Linked DNA regions of Ovis aries: region 2 is linked to region 1. Evidence: chromatin contacts called from public Hi-C data. All regions are on one chromosome and are shown on one strand. The core of a region is the stretch at or near the end of the contact, and the rest is flanking DNA. Distances in the headings are between cores, read along the strand shown. Region 1 overlaps MORC4 (MORC family CW-type zinc finger 4). Region 2 overlaps RIPPLY1 (ripply transcriptional repressor 1).

Evidence for each region. Hi-C and Micro-C count contacts between places; a contact is called where the count stands out from the background.
Region 2: a Hi-C map of liver shows a contact between it and region 1, with 4 times the contacts expected there. The contact joins two enhancer-like sites. A contact is called at or near these places in 3 of 16 Hi-C or Micro-C datasets (liver, muscle and tail adipose tissue).

Annotation. Positions count from the first base shown.
Region 1 is chrX:128,378,048-128,383,587 of ARS-UI_Ramb_v3.0, forward strand. MORC4 (MORC family CW-type zinc finger 4) reads left to right here. Exons shown (of 17, transcript XM_015105110.4): 14 at 842-1,017. Among named protein-coding and RNA genes, the nearest start is that of CLDN2, 33 kb to the right of the region's middle. Within about 2 kb of position 3,109, at least 1 of the 54 cell types and tissues checked has an H3K27ac peak or open chromatin away from gene starts, as enhancers often do. A contact at or near this core is called in liver, where this site is marked.
Region 2 is chrX:128,445,352-128,450,891 of ARS-UI_Ramb_v3.0, forward strand. It overlaps RIPPLY1 (ripply transcriptional repressor 1), which reads left to right. Exons shown (of 6, transcript XM_060408107.1): 6 at 1-266. Among named protein-coding and RNA genes, the nearest start is that of RIPPLY1, 10 kb to the left of the region's middle. Within about 2 kb of position 2,025, at least 3 of the 54 cell types and tissues checked have an H3K27ac peak or open chromatin away from gene starts, as enhancers often do. A contact at or near this core is called in liver, where this site is marked.

The DNA.
Region 1 (5,540 bases), core at 1,859-4,358:
TGGCCGTCCTTTCAGGGACCCTCCTTTCCTGACAGCCACCATAGCACCCATTTATCTCCCCCACCCAACCTTGCCTTTCTGCATGATTTTCCTCTTGACCCTCTTTCCCAGAGATATCTGCTAGCAGCATGTTAGATTCACCTTCCACCCACTCAGTCAGGGTAGGTCAGGCTGGTGAGGATAGAGGCAATTAAATACTAATTCTTCTGACACTCTACCAAGACCCAGGTGTATTAATAAACAGGTTGCAAACCCTCCTATCTTGGCTTTATAGTCTGATCTAGAGACTGGGAAATTTCCTGGGACTGCCCTGTCCTCATTCAGTTTACCTCCCCTTATACTCCTTCACCTTCATCATTCATGCTGTCTTCATAAGCTGGCTCTCCCAGAAGATCCCAGATGCATGTTTCTGTGTGTGCAGTATATGTTAGTCTCTCGCATGCATTTCTCCAAGACCAGCACAGACATTTGCTGCAGTGCTTATTCCCTCCATTCCTTCCCTCATCACAGATCTCAGAGGAGTGAAAACCCAGTCTTACACTGGGTCAAAAGAGAGAATAAGAAAGTGATTCGGGGGCCTGGGTTTGTGTTGTGGATGGGATGATTCCAGGAGCCAATCAGTGAGTTGGGGAGGTCTGTTGGTATCCAGCTGATAAGGTTATAACTGAACATGCCTGGGGTCAGTGTTCTAGTGTACATTACTGCGCGCTGTTTGTTTTGTGTAGGAAACAGTTTCTTTTTATTTGGCCAAGTGTTTTTTCCTAGCATCAGAAGGATTGACTCATCCTTTGGTATTTGGTTTGAAATTAGGATTTGTATAAATTCTTTCGTTCTTTGCTAGGTATTCACTAATCCGCTGAAGATCCCTTCTATTCAAGATATGGATGACTTGAATAATAAGATGACTGGGTATGAGGGAACTGATAGCCCCAGCCGGCTTTCATCTGTTGGAGAAGAAAGCAGAACAACTTCTCTTCAACTTAAGCCTCTGGATTCCAGCATTTTTCAGTTCTCCAGGTGTGTAAAAAAAATATAGATTCTCTTCAGTAATGAGCCTCAGGGTTTGCTTTCCTGTAAACTAAATTGATATGGTTATCGTGTTTGAGTTTCTCCTAAAGCCTGGCATGGAATTCAGAAGGAGAAATACCATTTGGGGATTAACTGACTTGCATGTTGCATGTACCTCCCATTTTTCAACATTGTAACTGTCATGTCAAGTCTATTTTTCTGTCTTTTTGGTTTTACTTTTCTGACAAATGTTCTTTTTATGGATTATGTATTCCCATTATGTTGGAAATTGTGTAAATGAAGTAATAGACATGAAAACTCTTCGCAAAGCATAATGTATTATACAAATGTAAGGTAATGTTACCTGGATAAGCATTGTTTCTTTCTTTAAGTTTAGGAATATTGAAATCCTGCAGGGCCCCATAGATCTAACACATGTTGCTGCTGCTGCTGCTGCTGCTAAGTCGCTTCAGTCGTGTCCAACTCTGTGCGACCCCATAGATGACAGCCCATCAGGCTCCCCCGTCCCTGGGATTCTCCAAACAAGAACACTGGAGTGGGTTGCCATTTCCTTCTCGAATGCATGAATGTGAAAAGTGAAAGTGAAGTCGCTCAGTCGTATCCAACTCTTTGCGACTCCATGGACTGCAGCCTACCAGGCTCCTCCGTCCCTGGGATTTTCCAGGCAAGAGTACTGGCGTGGGTTGCCATTGTTGGCCACATATAAAAATAAGTATTAGAAGTTTGTGCCATTAAGTGAGCTTTGTAGTCCATTGTTTCCTAGGGTAAATTTTTCGTGTAAGTTTAGTCTTAGAATTTACTTGTTCATCGTTTAGCACCACAGCAATATTATTTTGTTATTCCCTGGTGGCTTAGAGTCGCCACCAGTGGTAAAGAATCTGCCTGCAATGTGGGAGACCTGGGTTCGATCCCTGAGTTGGGAAGATCCGCTGAAGAAGGGCATGGCAACCCACTCTAGTATTCTTGCCTGGAAGATCCCCATGGACAGAGGAGCCTGACAGGCTACAGTCCATAAGGTTGCAAAGAGTTGGACATGACTGAGCAACTAAGCACACACAGCAATCTTTATAACAGAAATTTTCTTAAATATCAGGAATATTTGAAGCACTAAAAGGTATGACTGCCTGTGTGCTGTCATGAGACTAGAACTCAGGACTGCTGATTATGACTTGCTTTCTCCTTGCTACTGTGTTTCTCACTTCTGGCAGGGCCAAGCCATGGGGAAGGTACAGAGTTGCTCTCTAGTGGTAGAAACTTCTAGAGTCCACAATAATATGACTGTTACATAGTAGATTGTGAAATTTTTATGAACCCTTTTCAGTTTGGATATCTTCTTAACATACGGTAGGAAAAACGCAACGGGATATATAATAGGGGGAAATTACTCCTGCCCCCACCTCTACCAATGTTATTGATTTCTTTCCCTCTTTCTTGCTGCTTAAGTAGGTCTTTTCAGCTTTCACCCAGACAAACATCTCTTTATATGTGCAAGTCCCCTGGTCTTCCACAATTAAGCCCCCTAGATATTGAAAGAACCTCACATCCCCCTGAGCATGAACAAAGAGTCTCAAGAGGAGGTAGGCTATTAGGAGAAAAAGAAATAGAACTCTAAAGGAAGTAAATGAGAATCTATACAAAAGCATCAAGAATAGTTGGAAGAGAATAGCTGTGCAGAAACTGATAGTTGAATTCAGTCATATTGAAGGAGCTATTTCTAAGATAGAACCATGCAGCAAAGGATTAAGGAACATATCCTTGTTGGTCTCAGGGATTTGGTCTTAATTCTACTGTTTCATCCACAGTTAATCAACTCCCATTTTAGGTTGGGAGGGGTATAGATAAAAGTGTTGTGGTTTTGTTAAGCACGTTGTTAGCTCTCTACATTGATCTCCTTGAGATAGTCATGCATCAAAATTGATACTGGAGTATTAAGATGTCACTGCTCTTGAAAGCTGTCCTTTCCCTGCTGTGACCCCCTTTGCTTTCTCTTCAGTGTTTCTGTTGATACTGTCCAGTGGATTTTGGTAACCTGAAGGAGATAACAAATGCTAACCTCTGTTATGTGTGTATTTTATGAGTGCAGTATGACAGTACATCCATTGGGTGGCATACTTCATCAGTCTTAATTAGGATCTCTGTATGAGTCATTGTGGAACTCCGCTATCCAGAGTTGAGTTTTAGCTCTAGAGTTCAGGTAAAATACTCTTGAATATTTATGTGTAATTTTAATTTGAGAATAATATTTCTTCAAGAGATATGTGATAATTGATACTGCTAATGTCATGTTTTATGTAAGGTCAGTAAATGATGATTCTGTCATTTCAAGCTACGCGTATAGGGGGATTCAGATTGATTGGAAATAGTCTACCTTTTTTATAGAGGAAAATTAGATGCTCAAGAGTCTAATAAAATATGCAAGGTTTTCTTATAAAACTGTGTAAAGGGAATAATAGGTTTAGTCAAGAGTTAACGAAGATCTCCCTTGCTATCAAAACCTAAAGCTGATAAGGGTCCTTGGGTCATGTAGTACAGCTCTTTAATTCTAGATAAAATAAAGCCTACACTATCCAAGAGTGTTTTAAAATTTTCTAGTGGAGTAGGTTATAAGACCTACAAGGTGTTCCAGAGGTGTCATTGGAAACAGCTTTGTGAGTCTTCACGAATCTAGCAAAGATAGGGGAAAACCTGCAAAAAAGAGTAAGTTCAGCTAGGATATAAACAAGCATAACCTTTTAGGGCAAGACAGCTTAAAGGAAATAGTCCCCTTTCTGTTCATTCATTCTACATATATTTGAGTCCTTACTATATGAAAGCAGTATTCTAAGGCACTGATGGCATCTAAGATGAAGGAGCTTATGGTACTCCAAGTTACATATGTAAGCACCCCGGATACATGATAGGTTTCATATGAGTGATATAAACTAAGGTCTAAAGTAGCCATGAACATATAGACAAAGATGAGAATTACAGCCTGTAATTTATTTAGATATTTAGAGAACCTCTGAGTAAGCTATACTGCGTGGTTAAGTTGCTTCAGCCGTGTCTGACTCTTTGCAACCCCATAGACTGTAGCCCATCAGACTCCTCTGTCTATGGGATTTTCCAGGCAAGAATACTGGAGTGGGTTGCCATTTCCTTGTCCAAGGGATCTTCCTGACCCAGGGATCAAACCCTTATCTCTTACATCTCCTGCATTGGCAGGCAGGTTATTTACCACTAACGCTACCTCGGTTACTCTGAGTAAACTATATATCAAAGGCTAATTATTTCATATATTAAAAGGATAGCCAGAAAAAATTCAAAATACGTTATAATGGTGAAAAGAGAGGAGGAAAGATATCCTAATATATTTAAAGGAATATTTGAAACAACAGACACAAGGTAGAAACAGAAAAACAATTTTGCAAATGAATAAAATTGATTCAAGGGTCAGTATTAACATTTTAAAATACGATCTTTGAGAAAGAGTTCCAGAATAGCAAAATGAGTAGTGTAATGAACTCTTTTACCAACAAGTAACCATTTAACTGGAAAAAAATTATTAAACAAAGCAAAGCAATCATTCTTAGTTCCTGGAAATTGTCCTAGGGGCACACAGCAAGTACAGAGACATTTGTTCAAGAAAATCTCTTAAATCTCAGAAAGTACAGTGAAAGGTGGGCATTTAACCTGCTCTCATCTCCCTCTAAGTTTTCTTTTATGAAAACGATTCAGGAAGCTCTAATCCGGGGGGGTGTGGTCAAGAAATTGGGGGCTTCCTCTCTCCCTAGCTCCTAGCCTAGAGCTATGGTTTCACCTGGGAGGTGCAGGCCTCTGACATTTCTTATATCCTCCAGGTCTGTCTTGTTCTGTTCCAAGCAGACTCAAGAGCACTGGGCCTTTATTCTCCCACCCAGCTTTCTCTTCGCCCATCCACAGGTAGCAGCAGTCACCGAGGGACAGCATGCTGACAAGCCTAGACTCCTGTTGCTCCACCCCCAGCTTGCTTATAGGGCAGAGGTTCATGCCTGAAGGAGCAAGCCAAAAACCGTCCCAGCACCCATTTGTAAAGAAAAGGTTTCACTCTAAGATATCGGGCCACTGTCCCTGCTGTCAACCCTGCACAGTGGCACAAAGGTTCTGCTTAGGGAGAGAGGAAGGCCTGACAGATGAAGAACTCCTTTTCAGTTCAGTTGCTCAGTCGTGTCCGACTCTTTGGGACCCCATGAATCGCAGCACGCCAGGCCTCCCTGTCCATCACCAACCCCCGGAGTTCACTCAGACTCACATCCATCGAGTCAGTGATGCCATCCAGCCATCTCATCCTCTGTCGTCCCCTTCTCCTCCTGCCCCCAATCCCTCCAAGCATCAGAGTCTTTTCCAATGAGTCAACTCTTCGCATGAGGTGGCCAAAGTACTGGAGTTTCAGCTTTAGCATGAGTCCTTCCAAAGAAATCCCAGGGCTGATCTCCTTTAGAATGGACTGGTTGGATCTCCTTGCAGTCCAAGGGACTCTCAAGAGTCTTCTCCAA
Region 2 (5,540 bases), core at 775-3,274, 66 kb after region 1:
TCTTCAGGGCTCTGACTCCCCAACCACTCAGATGGCCATGAAGTCCTGTCTTCCTGTGGTAAGCCTGACTTCTGGCTTCACCTCCACGGATGCAATACTAACACCAGTTGGGGTGCCTTTCTGACGGACCTTGCAGGAAGGAGAGGGGACATCTAAAACATCAGTCTACTTTGGGGACCTCTTCCCTTTCGGTTGTTATCTACTGGGGTCTGTATTTTGGCATGAGACGAATCAGGAGAAAAATAAACTAGATGATGTTTACCTTTTTTCCTGGAACTGGACTGATTTCTTAACTGAACTCTGCCCATGTTTTGAAGTCATGGGCACAGGGTCAGAAACCAGCTCAAGGCCAATCCATTGCTCTACCTGAGGTCAATTGACAGATCTTTCTTCACAGGGATGTACCACGGGAGGCCTAACAGGGGGCCAGGCCTTCTTGGTCAACTTGTGCAATCAGGTTTGATTAAACCTTAAAGACAGCTTGGAAAGGGAACAAAAAGGACCTCAGAGGGCAGCTTAAAAGTCAGAAGCAGAGCTGGAGGTGGGGGAAGGTGAGAGGTGCAGCATCAGCGGAGCCTTGATGATGAGCCTGTGCGTGTGGGGAGGGGCCTTGAGAGGCGCCCAAGTCCTACCAATGTTACCTTCTCAAGTCCCTTTGTATCGTCCATAGCTCAGCTCCTCGGACCCACCCGTGTCCCAAACAGCCTTTGAGTCATTTTCTTGCCTCCAGCATGTCCTGCTGCAATTCATCCTCTATGTGTGTGCATGTGTGCTAAGTTGCTTCCGTTGTGTCTGACTCTGTGTGACCCTATGGACTGTAGCCCACCAGGCTCCTCCGTCCAAGGGATTCTCCAGGCAAGAATAGTGGAGTAGGTTGCCATGCCCTTCTCTAAGGGAGCAAACCCTTGTCTCTACATCTCCTGCATTGGCAAGAGGATTCTTTACCACTAGTGCTCCTGGGAAGCCTACAGGCCACTAGATCAGACCATGCTGTGCCCCCTGCTTTGCCCTACCACAGCTTTTCATTGCCTCAGCAATAGTTGGACTTTGTTTTTTAAGTCGCAGATCTTTCTGGGAATCTATAGCTTCTCTACTCTGCTGCTGCTGCTGCTAAGTCACTTCAGTCGTGTCCAACTCTGTGTGACCCCATAGATGGCAACCCACCAGGCTTCCCCGTCCCTGGAATTCTCCAGGCAAGAACACTGGAGTGGGTTGCCATTTCCTTCTCCAATGCATGAAAGTGAAAAGTGAAAGGGAAGTCGCTCAGTCGCGTCCAACTCTTCGCGACCCCATGGACTGCAGCCCACCAGGCTCCTGCATCCATGGGATTTTCCAGGCAAGAGTACTGGAGTGGGGTGCCATCGCCTTCTCCGTTCTCTACTCAGACACTCACAAATCAAGTCCTCAACTTGATATTCTAGGCTGTTCAATTGCCTGGTTCCTGCTTGTCTCTTTAGACTTGTCTCTCAACACTTGAAGCTCATGCTTCCTGTCTTTGAATGTGTCATGGATTATAATCCCTCTGTGGCTTTAATGCTGTCTGGAATTTTTTTTTTTTTCACTTTTGTCTGATAAGCTCCCATGCATCCAACAGGACTAGCTCAGACACCTCTCCTGTGAGAAGTCTCCCCAGACTTCCAAGCCCAGGCTGGGTGCCCCCATCATTCAGTACCTCACCCTTCTACCATAGCATCTACCTCTCTTCTTTGCAGTAAGATGGAGCTGTGACTTGTTTGCACAGCACACTGTCTGGCACAAGAGAGGTGCCCAGGAAACGTTGAAGGAAAAAGATTTGCAGATCTTTTTAAAACAGTTCTTAGTAGAACCACCTCCATCCCCTCACTTGCTGGCTTCGCATGTCTTTGCTGAGCTACAGACAGGACAAGGTAGCATTATCTGATTCAGGAGCAGAACACTGCCCATCTTTCTTTCTCTCCTCTCTCAACTTAAGACAGGTTGCTTCAGTTCTGAGCCCTCACTGGGACTTCCCTTAATTGGACACAGCCTTGAGCAGCCCACCAAACACACACTGGTGCCATCTATTGGTCAAAATTTAACTTCATTCTTTAATTAAGGCTGCCAGGCAGTTGACCTTTGATCACGTTAATTCTTTTAGGCCATTCTGTTTCTGCTTGTAGGTAAAGTGGAATTTACCAGTCTTCTAGCTGTATAACCTTGGGCTAGTTACTTATCCACTCTGAACCCCAGTCTCCTTATCTGTAAAATGGGAAAAGTCATGATACTTCCTCTCAGGGTTGTTGTAAGGATTCAGTGAGATAATATATGTAAAGTACTTAGCACAACTTCTGGCACATAGTAAAAGCACACAATAAGTAGTGGTATTCATAGTAATTATAGTTGTAGCAGTGGTTATTATTAATTTTATGATAGATATCAGCTAGTTGGCTAGAGTCAGCTAATGACTGGATTTATTCAACTAAAGATCGATTTATCAGCCATCTCCACCTGATCTCCCTGGCACCATTTGATGGTTTGCCAATCACAGGATGTATTGTTTGTCCCCCATTAAGCAAACAAACAAAAGGAAACAGAGGCCAAATGTGGCTTCAACTTATTTTCTGAGCTTCAGCAGGAACACCCTTCTTTTGAATTGAATGCAGAGGGCCAACATACAAGCCAGACAAAGATGGAGCTGCCCTGGGAGTTATAATGGGAGACACAAGATTCCTACTTTGGTGTCCTCTCTATGTAAACAAACTCTCTTCACCCCATTTTTGTGAGGTACTATCAGAGGTCACTAGATGGTGTGAAAGACTATTTGAAACCACTATCCCAAGAGTTAAACCAAGGTTGATTTGAAGTTGAAGAGGGATTAGTATTTTTAACATGTTCAGTGTTCTGATTAAAATCCTTGTTTTGGGTCCTAGGCTCCCAGCATTTCATTTCATTTGAGCATTTCATAGCTCAAAAATTGCTCAAGTCCTTGTACCATAGGTAGTAGGAGTTTAAAATCTTTGGAATCCCAATATCTTTGGTTTTAGGGTATTATGCAGCATAGAATTACAAATCCCTAAATCCCCAGGGGCTTAAAGACCCTAAAACCCTTGGGGCAGTAATTCTTAACTCAATGAACTCCTCTCACTTCCCTCTCTCCTCCCCCTTTCTGAGCATGTGCCATTGGTCAGTGGCAGCCATTTTGTCTCATTTTCCTCCCAGTCCGTTGCCCTGAAATGGCTTCCAATCCTCTTCCCCTGACAGTTGCCAAGTGATTGGAAGTCACTGTTCTGAGTAATCAGAGTACAGTGTGAGTTGCTTTGTTGTCATGGATGTATCCAGTCATTGTAGCAATGTCAAATCCAGTGCACAGACTTGGGGTGGGGGGAATCTTTGCAAAACTGAGTCTTTCCTCTGGCTCCACCTAGCTGGCCCATCCTAGCTGCTCATACGTCCTCATCCCAGCACTATTCCTCCTGTTTTCCCCATAGCAATGAGAACAGGGTACTTCGGTTGAGCGCAAGTCTTCATTTGAGCTGGGCCTTGAACAATGGGCCCAGGTAGAGATGGAGAGAGAAAACTTTCCACAAAGAGGCAGCTGTGTGAATTCCTTCATTAAGTGAATATTTATTGAGTACCTCCTCCATGCCAGGCATTAATACTATAGGGATTAAGAGCATGAGCTTTGGAGGCAGATGTACCTCGGTTCAAATCCCATATCTGACACTGCTGGTTACATCCATAGGCCCACTCCCCTCAGGTGTCGAGGCCAGTTCTCTATGCTCAGCCTTTTCACTACATCTCTGTAGTCCTTGTACACTTGGAAAATCCCATGGATGCAGGAGCCTGGTGGGCTGCAGTCCATGGGGTCGCGAAGAGTTGGACGCGACTGAGCGACTTCCCTTTCACTTTTCACTTTCATGCATTGGAGAAGGAAATGGCAACCCACTCCAGTGTTCTTGCCTGGAGAATTCACACAGAGTTGGACACGACTGAAGTGACTTAGCAGCAGCAGCAGCAGAGTAGAGAAGCTATAGATTCCCAGAAAGATCTGCGACTTAAAAAACAAAGTCATACACGCTGCATGTGCTCATTAAGAGTTGCCTATTTTCTCCTCTGTTTCTGGGCAAGGAAAGCCCTCTCTCCAACCCCAGTGGTTGTTACCAATTCCACCTCTCTCCTCTTCTCCCGGACTGTACCTGTGTGGTTATCTAGCGGGCAGTTGGTCTCCTCTTTGACCCAGGCCCTTGTTGTAAAATGGTGGCCAATCCTCCTCCCAAGCAAAGTTGTTAGGTGGCCTGAGTTCACTGTTTGGACCTCTCAGGGGCCTGGTGTTGGTTACTATGTTTTGGGTTTACTCCCCAGCTGGCAAGACTTGTAGCAACCTCCAGGTAAACACACAAACCCAGGTAGAAAACCTGGCAAAGAGCGAGTCTTTAGGAAGTGGTAGTCACACGTTCTCCAAGGCACTTGCTGCTCACATTAGCTGCCATGATCTCCTATGCTACTATAATCACAACAATCCTGAGAGAGACACCACTGTTATGCCCGTTTATGAATGAGAAACTTAAGGTTAGTAAGGATTTTGTCCCTGGGTCTGTGTGTTTGTGTGGAGGTTACTACGAGCATGGCCACTTCTTAGGATGAGGCACTTTACCCTATTACTTCATTTAATCCTTACCACAACTCTGAAACATAAGTACTGTTATTATCCTCAATTTAGAGATGAACAAACTGAGGTTTGGAGAGTTTAAGGAATCTGCTTAAGGTCACACCATGAATCAATGGCTGAGCCCAGATTTGAATGATTAGAGCACTTGCCCAGGTTACACCAGTAATAAGCAGCAGAACCAGGCTTCCGGTCTGCCTCATGGCAGAGCCCCAGTGCTTTCAGGAAGTAGAGTCTACAGAGCTTGGTGAAGGATTCAATTTGTGAGAGGGCAAGAGAGAAAACGTTTCAACTCCAGTTAGAGGGAAGTAAGTCAGAGATCAGGAACAATTCTGAGCCAGGAAGAGCTGCTGAAAGGTGTCACCAAGAGACGGATATTTGAGGGCCTCCTGCTGGGCAGTGGTAGCCTTTCACAGAGCCTGGGCTCTTTGGAGCACAGGGCTACCAGAGGCCAGGGCTGGATGAGGGACTTCTGTTCCCACCCTTCAGCACTGTGCAACTTCTGTGTGGACTCCATCCTGGCTGGGCGAACTTCCTTCTGGCTGAAGGGTCTGGGCCCAGAAGGAGAAACTTTCAATAGCCCAGCTCTCCTGAGATGCACCAGGCACTGAGCTCAGAACCCCACATGCTTTATCCTGAACAAGGCTCACCAAATCCCAGCAGGGAGGGTTGGGGAGGTATTATCCTCATGTTTACAGATAGGAAAAGGGGGCTCAGAGAGTTGAAATGACCTCAGCAAGGACAGAAAGTGGGGAACCTGAGGGAGACCCAGACAGTGTAGTCACAGAGCTCTGGCTCTTAACCACTCGGCTCCTTCTACTCATTTCCCTTCGGAGTCCCAAGAAGGCAGGCGCCTCGCCTGGTCTCCTGTGGCCTATATGGAAAAGAAAGAAAGAAAGTGAAGTTGCTCAGTCAT